Regions from separate parts of the Mus musculus genome. Here region 1 is linked to region 2. The links are chromatin contacts, called in public promoter capture Hi-C maps. All regions are on one chromosome and are shown on one strand. Each heading gives the region's core, a stretch centred on a gene start, on an enhancer-like site or on the middle of the called end of the contact. The rest is flanking DNA. Distances are from core to core; before and after follow the strand shown.

Evidence for each region. Promoter capture Hi-C pulls out the DNA fragments that hold promoters and counts their contacts.
Region 1: a contact with region 2 is called in a promoter capture Hi-C map of liver, with 4 times the contacts expected there. The contact joins the promoter of Creb3l4 here to the promoter of Ttc24 in region 2. A contact is called at or near these places in 2 of 39 promoter capture datasets (hematopoietic stem and progenitor cells and liver).

Annotation. Positions count from the first base shown.
Region 1 is chr3:90,241,348-90,244,953 of GRCm38.p6, forward strand. Creb3l4 (cAMP responsive element binding protein 3-like 4) reads right to left here and starts at 1,796. Exons shown (of 10, transcript NM_001307934.1): 1 at 1,671-1,796; 2 at 1,375-1,489; 3 at 864-1,098; 4 at 585-706. The coding sequence starts at 1,485.
Region 2 is chr3:88,075,966-88,079,926 of GRCm38.p6, forward strand. Ttc24 (tetratricopeptide repeat domain 24) reads right to left here and starts at 2,339. Exons shown (of 10, transcript NM_172526.3): 1 at 2,305-2,339.

The DNA of each region.
Region 1 (3,606 bases), core at 546-3,045, 2.2 Mb after region 2:
TTTAGAGGTTGGCTAGGACTCTGCTCCCTGCCTTTGGACACAAGGTACACAGGGTAGAGAGAGGACTATGGCCTGAGACTGGCCTCTCTTGGTCTGCACAGCAGGAATGTCTAGCCTATCTTGGAAAGGGACATGATAGGGTACTCCACTACAGCACTGGCCACAGGGCAGTTCTTCTAGTGCAAGCACCTGCTGCTGCTTCGCTATCGCTATCACCCTGTCCTCATTAGCCAGGTGGATTCCCAGGGGTCCTGTCCCAGTTCCCTTTCCTGAGCAAGGCAGAGAAAGTAGCTCTGACTGAATGTTAATGCACACTGGGTCTTGAGCTCTGACAGCAGGCTCCCTCATCGCACCTGCTAAGACTTAAATGATTCCTTACCACCCTGATCCCCTATAGTTCTCCAGCCCCTACACTTTCCGGCTCTTAGAATTGCTTGTTTCTCCTTGGCCTTCAAAACCACTGCTACCAAAAGTGGGGCAAACCAGTTCCTCATTAGTGTCTCCTCCCTTTTCCCCCATGCCCCCACTCATATGAGGGCATGTATACTGGGGGAACATCAGTTCTGGTTGGCGTCGAGACTTACCATGGCTGCAGGAGGTGCTGGGGCTCTGGTGCTGACCCTAGGCAGGATATGTCTATGCGAATCGGAGGGCAGTCCACTGACTGTGCATGCATCAGGGACCATAAGTGCAGGGGTCCACTGATCTGAAAAAAGATACAGAGACTGGGACAAAGGAGTCAGAAGGCTGTGGTAAGGGCGGGGACTGGGCAGTGGCACAGTTTGGGAACCTTCTCCCCTTAATCTCACCACCAGGGCTGGGCCTGAAAGGGGCGTTGCCCTATTTCCAAAAAGTACACTGACCTATCTGAATAGAGATGAGTCCGAAGGTTGGCCCAGCTTCCCGCTGAGTTCCCTGTAGGGTCCCTGAATCATAGACAACCTCATAGAGGGCAGGGGAACTGGAAGCCTGTTGGGCAGGGGAGCCAGGATCTTCAGAGACCCCACTGTCCCTACCAGGAGATGTTTCTGAGCAGTGTATCATATTGGGATCGATAAAGAGGTTCAGGAAATCGTCAGGTTCACTCTTCTGAAGGCCCTATAGGAGGAGAGGGTACGCATGTCTGCAAAGAAGTACCTTGACAGTCTTACCTGACAGTAGTCTTAGATCCTTAATGCTTCAATGCTATCCCTTCTTGGACATAGGAAGAGTAACAATACGCGTCTATTTCGTGGGCTCTATTATGAGAACTCTTTCTTTGTGACGACTTAAGGCTTCTAGTCAGAGTTCTCTCAACCTAACTCCCACTTCCATTGAACAGCCTGGGCTACAGCCCCTACTCATCTCCCAGCTTTGCAGCCCCTGTTCTTGTACCCTGGTCACCGGGACCTTTGACGCGGGACCGTTGAATCCCAGCTCCAGGAAGGATCCCGTCGAGAAGATATCTTCTGGGGGTTCCAGCAACTCAGGGCACCCGAGCTCCATGTTTCTGCATGGGAGGGAAAGTTATAAGGAAGGTGGTGGCTGCCCTCGCCTCTGAAGCTACGGGCTCCTCGGCATTTTCTCCGTTAGTTACTCTTTTCCTCTGCTCTCATGAGGCAGCCCCTCGGAGGAGAACACACTTCAGGCCTTATCTTTGGGTTCAGAAAAATAGCCCCACTGGGTATTACCTGTTTTATTCTCTTTAGTTGTTGTTCGGAGAACTTTGCTCTGCCAAACCAGCCTAGCCCGCTGAAGCCCCAAACACTACACCTTTTCTTTCCACCAGGATCTGTATCCTGGTCCTGCCCAATCAGGCCCCGCCCACTACGCTGTCCGTGGAGTTTGGGGTAGGAAAGGGTGGGGGAAGGGAGAGGGTTGGGTTGCACCTGGCCAGGAACCACTGTCGGGACCTGCATCTGGGAGTAATATTAAGACACTGTCCATGTGCAAACAGAAATAAAACTATAGGTACCCACACCCTTTCTGTCAGTTTTCTCAGTGCTAGTAGATCTTGCTGCGGGCTTGATGTCTCGTCAGCAAAGAGTTGAGATAGTAGTGACTGGTACACAGGATTCCCAGGTGTCTGTTTCGAAGCCACAATCTTTACAAGTGGGAGACCCATCTCAGGGTAGAGAAAGAAACCAAGATTTTGAAGGCATCCTCCATCCCAGCTCCGGCCCCCTGCGCCACAAGGCATTCTTCCACTGGTGAATCCTAATTGGGCATTGAAGACTTAGGACCGGGTTTCTAGCCAATGGCTGACTATCTCGAGGCTCACGCCCTCGCGGTTAGCAACAATAGACCAGCAGAAAAGAATCCCAGAAGTAATTTGGCAGGGCTCCGGGTTCCAGCCAGAGGCCCCTACTTATATTGTAGGAAAGTTGAGCTAAAGCTTCCGTGCTGAGGGTAGGAACCGCACAGAGGTTGTTTGGGTTTGAGTTTGTTTACCTCGTGGTTCTGAGGCCCCAAGTTATTACTTAGGCAGACCTGTAGCCTGTGGACCAGGATTCCACTTTCTGGCAGCTACCTGTGCAATCGGCCTATGTGGATCCAGGAACCGGGTTACACATTGCTGCACTTTGGGGACCCTGCTAACCCATGCGGGGGGACACAGGACAGGGAAACTGCCATACATTAGCCAAACATTTACTTTTGGTTTGAAATCTTATTGTTTCCTTAAACTATTAGTTTTATGTATAGTTTTGTGTTTTGAAACAGGAGTGAGGAGGTCTCATTTCTCAGGGTGGCCTCCTGAGTAGCTGATACTGTATCAGTGTAGCTTGAAACCTGTTTCAGAGGTTGTGTGGGAGTGCATGCCAGTAATTTTCATGCCCAAGAGGCTTACCAGAAGTGTCTCTGCTGCCAAGGCCAGCCTGGGCTACATAAGATCCTGTTTCAATTAATCCCAGCATTCAAGAGGCAGAGGCAGACTGCTCTGGCCTCAAGGTCTACAAAGTGAGTTCCAGGACAGCCAAGGGTACACAGAGAAACCCTGTCTTGAAAAAAAAAACCAAAAACCAAAACAACAAAACCACAAACAAAAAAACCCAAAAGTACCAATTATCTATTCAGTGATGTGTCCAATAAGTTCTATTTTTCTTACCTCACACTTACAGCTGCCTTCTTGTCAGAAAGTATCAGATGGTGGAACAATATTAAAGGAGAGTTGGAGGAGAGCTGATGAAAATGAGGCTTTAATTTTGAGCTGTTTGCTTGTTCATTTTTTTTTAAAGCAGGATTTCATTGTTTATTCTGGCTTGTTCATTAGTTTTGTTTTTTTGAGGCAAGGTATCACTGTGTGTTCCTAACTTGTTTGTCTGTTGTTGTTTGGGTTGGTTGAGGCAGGGTCTCACTGGAGTTGTGAGATCATTATAATTTCCTTTTCCTTCCTCCTTTCTCTTTTCTTTTAGTGTAAGGGCAGACACTCACAGGCAGTAGAGGGGAGATGGCTCACGTGCCACTCACTGATCACCATGGAGGCCAGAGGACAGCTCTCAGATGTCAATCTTCTCTTTTAACCATGTGGATACTGGGTATTGTGAAGTTAGGTGGCTTAACCACTGAGCTAACCTGGCATCTTTTCTATTTGTTTATTTGGTTCTTTTGAGACGAGATTTTACTCTT
Region 2 (3,961 bases), core at 1,089-3,588:
TATCACAGTCTGTCACTGGCCTGGGAATGAGTTGAAGGCATTAGATCTTTAATGAAAGTTTACTAAAGGGTTGGGGCCGGAGCACTGGCTCAGCAGTTAAGAGTACTTGTTGCTCTAGCAAAGGGTTCAGGTTTGGATCCCAGCGCCCACAAGGTGACTGACAATCACCTGTAATTCCAGTTCCAGGAGATCCAACTCCTCCTTGTCTCTGAGGGCATCATATGCACTCGGTGCATGGACATGCATGCAAGCAAAACAGCCATACACATAAAATAAAAATATTTTTTAAGAGGGCTGGAGAGATGACTTAGTAATTAAGCCTAATTAACTCTGCTTTTTCCAGAGATCCTGAATTTGGTTTCCAGAATCCAGGTCAGACAGCTTGCTCACAACTACCTGTAACTGTAACTCCAGGAAATCCAAAGTTTTTGGTATACACACACGCATACACACACATGCATACACACACACACACACACACACACACACACACACACACTCTCTCTCTCTCTCTCTCTTTTTTTTTTTTTGGTTTTTCAAGACAGGGTTTCTCTGTATAGTCTTGGCTGTCCTGGAACTCACTTTGTAGACCAGGCTGGCCTCGAACTCAGAAATCCACCTGCCTCTGCCTCCCGAGTGCTGGGATCAAAGGCGTGCACTGCCATGCCCGGCAACACACACACTCACACACACACACACACACACACACACACACACACACACACTCTTAAAACAACAGCAACAACAACAACAAAACTCTCTTTAAAAGGTTAGTGAATTTTAAAATTTGAGTCACAGAAGTGACTCACCCTTGTGGCTTCTGCAGGCACTTGAACTGACATACACCTATACACATACACATTTTAAAAATAAAATATCTTAAGCCTGGTGTGGTGGCACAGACCTTTAATCCTAGAATTCAGGAGGCAGAGGCAGGTAGACCTCTGAGATCTAGGCCAGCCTGCTCTTCTAGATAACCAGAGATATACAGAAAACCCCTATTTCAGGGCAGGGGAAAGGAAGACCAGCAATAAGAAAAGCATATATATATATGTGTGTGTGTGTGTGTATGTGTATGTATACATATATATATGTATGTATATGTGTATACATATGTATATGTATGTTTTATATACATATATATATATATACATATATGTATATATATATACACACACACACACACAATTTAAAATCATCTTCAAAGGTCCACTTCTGTGACACTATATGAACTCAACTGTGCACCCCATCTGTCATTCCCTGGGGATTATGGTCCTCTTTAGTCAACATCTAAAGGGCTCATTTTTGTTATTTTGAATTGTGTGTACATGAGCACATGTGGTTATGTGCACCAGAGGCTTTGAATCCCATGGAGCTGAGGTCATCCTTGGTTACGAGCTGCCCGGTGTGGGTGCTGGGACCTGAACTCAGGTCTCTGCAAGATCAAAAAGTACTCAGAGCTGTCTTCTCAGCTTATCTGAGCGCCAGCATCTCCGTCAAAACAAAACAGACAAACAAAAGGCTGTCACACACCTTTAAAATCCCAACTCAGGATGTAAAGACAGGCAGATCTCTGGGAGTTCAAGGCCAGTCTGGTTTGCATAGTGAGTCCAGGACAGCAGGGTTACAAAACCCAAACAGGATACACAGGGCTTCCCCTCACCTCTTACACAAGGCCTTGTGACCTACGTGCTGCTGCTTTATAAACCAACGGGAATTCAGCACAGCCACCTCCAGCGGTGGCAGGAGCTGTACTAGCCCCGGGCACTCAAAGCTGAACAGACACTGAGTTAGGAAGAGGCTGATGTCCAGGAGGCGTCTGTGTGCATTGACTGTGCCCTTCCTATTGTCTCCTCTACTTTCTGCCAGTCGGTTCCCGCCTTGGTCCCCAGAGAACTCTTAAGTTCAGATAGATTCTTCTCATCAGCACATTTCTCCTGGACTGCCTCTCTTCCCAGGAAACTGAAAAAAAAAAAAAAAGCCGAAAAACGACCCCCCCCTCAACCCCCACTTTTTCTCTTTTACAGAGAGGGGGCAAAAGGGTTTCTGCTTTTCAAAGATATTTTCTCTGGAGTTGGGGATTTGGCTTAGTGGTGGAGAAAAGGGAGAGAGGATGAGAGGGAGGAAGGGAGGGTGGGAGGGAGGAAGGGAGGGTGGGAGGGAAAACTAGAAAGAGTTGCTTCTGAAAACACATAAAATCCCGACTTCATAAGGCTCCCCACCTTGAGGCACTCCAGGCTGTCACCTTGAGGCTCCGGACTGTCCCCTGCACAGTCTTGGGGACCCCACTCCAGGACCTCTTACCTCTGTCTGTCCTGTTTTCTCCACAGTGGCCTTCTGGAATGGTTCTGCTGGCTTAGGTTACTTCCCAGCAGCCTTGAGCGCAGAACTGTGTTACCAGACACCTGGCACTCTCCTTTCCTCCCAGGTAATCCTTCGAGTGACAGCTGTGGTAACCTATCTTAGTGGAGGACCCTAATGGTGCTCAGACATAGTCACCTAAGACCTGTTTCCCTTCCTGCTTGGCTGCCCCATCCCTGCGGACACACCTTCCAGTTCCTTCAAATAATATATCAAACTACCATGAGACAGTCATCTGTTCTTTCCCATCCTCTCTTCTTTTTTTTTTTTTTTTAAGATTTATTTATTATATGTGAGTACACTGTAGCTGTCTTCAGACACCCCAGAAGAGAGTGTCAGATCTCATTACAGATGGTTGCAAGCCACCATGTGGTTGCTGGGATTTGAACTCGGGACCTTTGGAAGAGCAGTCAGTGCTCTTAACCACTGAGCCCCCATCCTCTCTTCTTAATTTAATTTAATTCTAAGGTAGGTTCTTGTGGTGATCTTCTTTCCTTCTTTCCTTCCTGAGTGCTGGGATCACAGATTGTGCCACCAAGCCCTGCTCCGTCTCTCCCTTTCAGAGAGAGACATGACAGACCAAAGAACTCCATCTGCTACAGGGGGTGACTACAAGCTTTTTTTTTTTTAAATTATTATTTATTTTATGTATATGAGTGCACTGTAAACTCTGTAAACTCCAGGTTCTGTTTGATGTGTTTAATGAGAGGACAGGAGGCCCCACAATCACCAGGAATCTCTAACTCACCAGCTCACCAACCCATGAACCTACCACCAGTGGCTGCAACTAAACGAAATTTGCCCCTTTCCCCATTTGCCTAGGAAAAAGCCTTTTTAAGTAGAAGGGCCATTGCCAGAAACAGACTCCTGAAGTAGATGCACTGACCATAGTTGCAACACAGGCGTTTGCGCAGGCCTGGCACCCAGGGCCATCTCTGAGCTCCAGACAGGCTGAAGCTTCTGCTCTGGCCTGGCTTTCAGAGGTGCTAGCACAGCCTGTCCAGGCCAAGTAGGCCACAGAGTGGTCCCATACTCAGTAGGCTTTCCTTGAGGAAAATAGGGGGCGGGGGTGGGAGGGCCTGAAAGTGTTCTCAGCCAAGGTCCTAAGGGGCTCTCTCCCAGATCCTCTGTCATTCTGAACCAGCATCCAGTTCCCTTCAGTGCCACACCCACCATGTCCTCGAATCTCCTTCCACATCACTGACAATACAAGCAGCACCAACAATCAACGTGGTCACGATTAACACATACATTTCAATGATAACTTTAAATGCCAGTGGAATCAACTCTTCAAAAGACACAGACTGACAAAAGCCAGGGGCTAGAGAGATGGCTCAGTGGTTAAGAGCACTGACTCCTCTTCCAGAGGTCCTGAGTTCAATTCTCTGCAGCCACATGGTAGCTCACAACCATCTGTAATGAGATCTGACACCCTCTTCTGGTGTGTCTGAAGACAGCTACAGTGTACTCTTATAAATAAAATAAATAAAATTTAAAAATAATCAAACAAAACTCCCCAAATCCATCTATCTGTTACTGCCAAGAAATGCATCTTAGCTGTAAAGATAGGCACTGCTAAAAGGGTGGACAAAGTACTCCA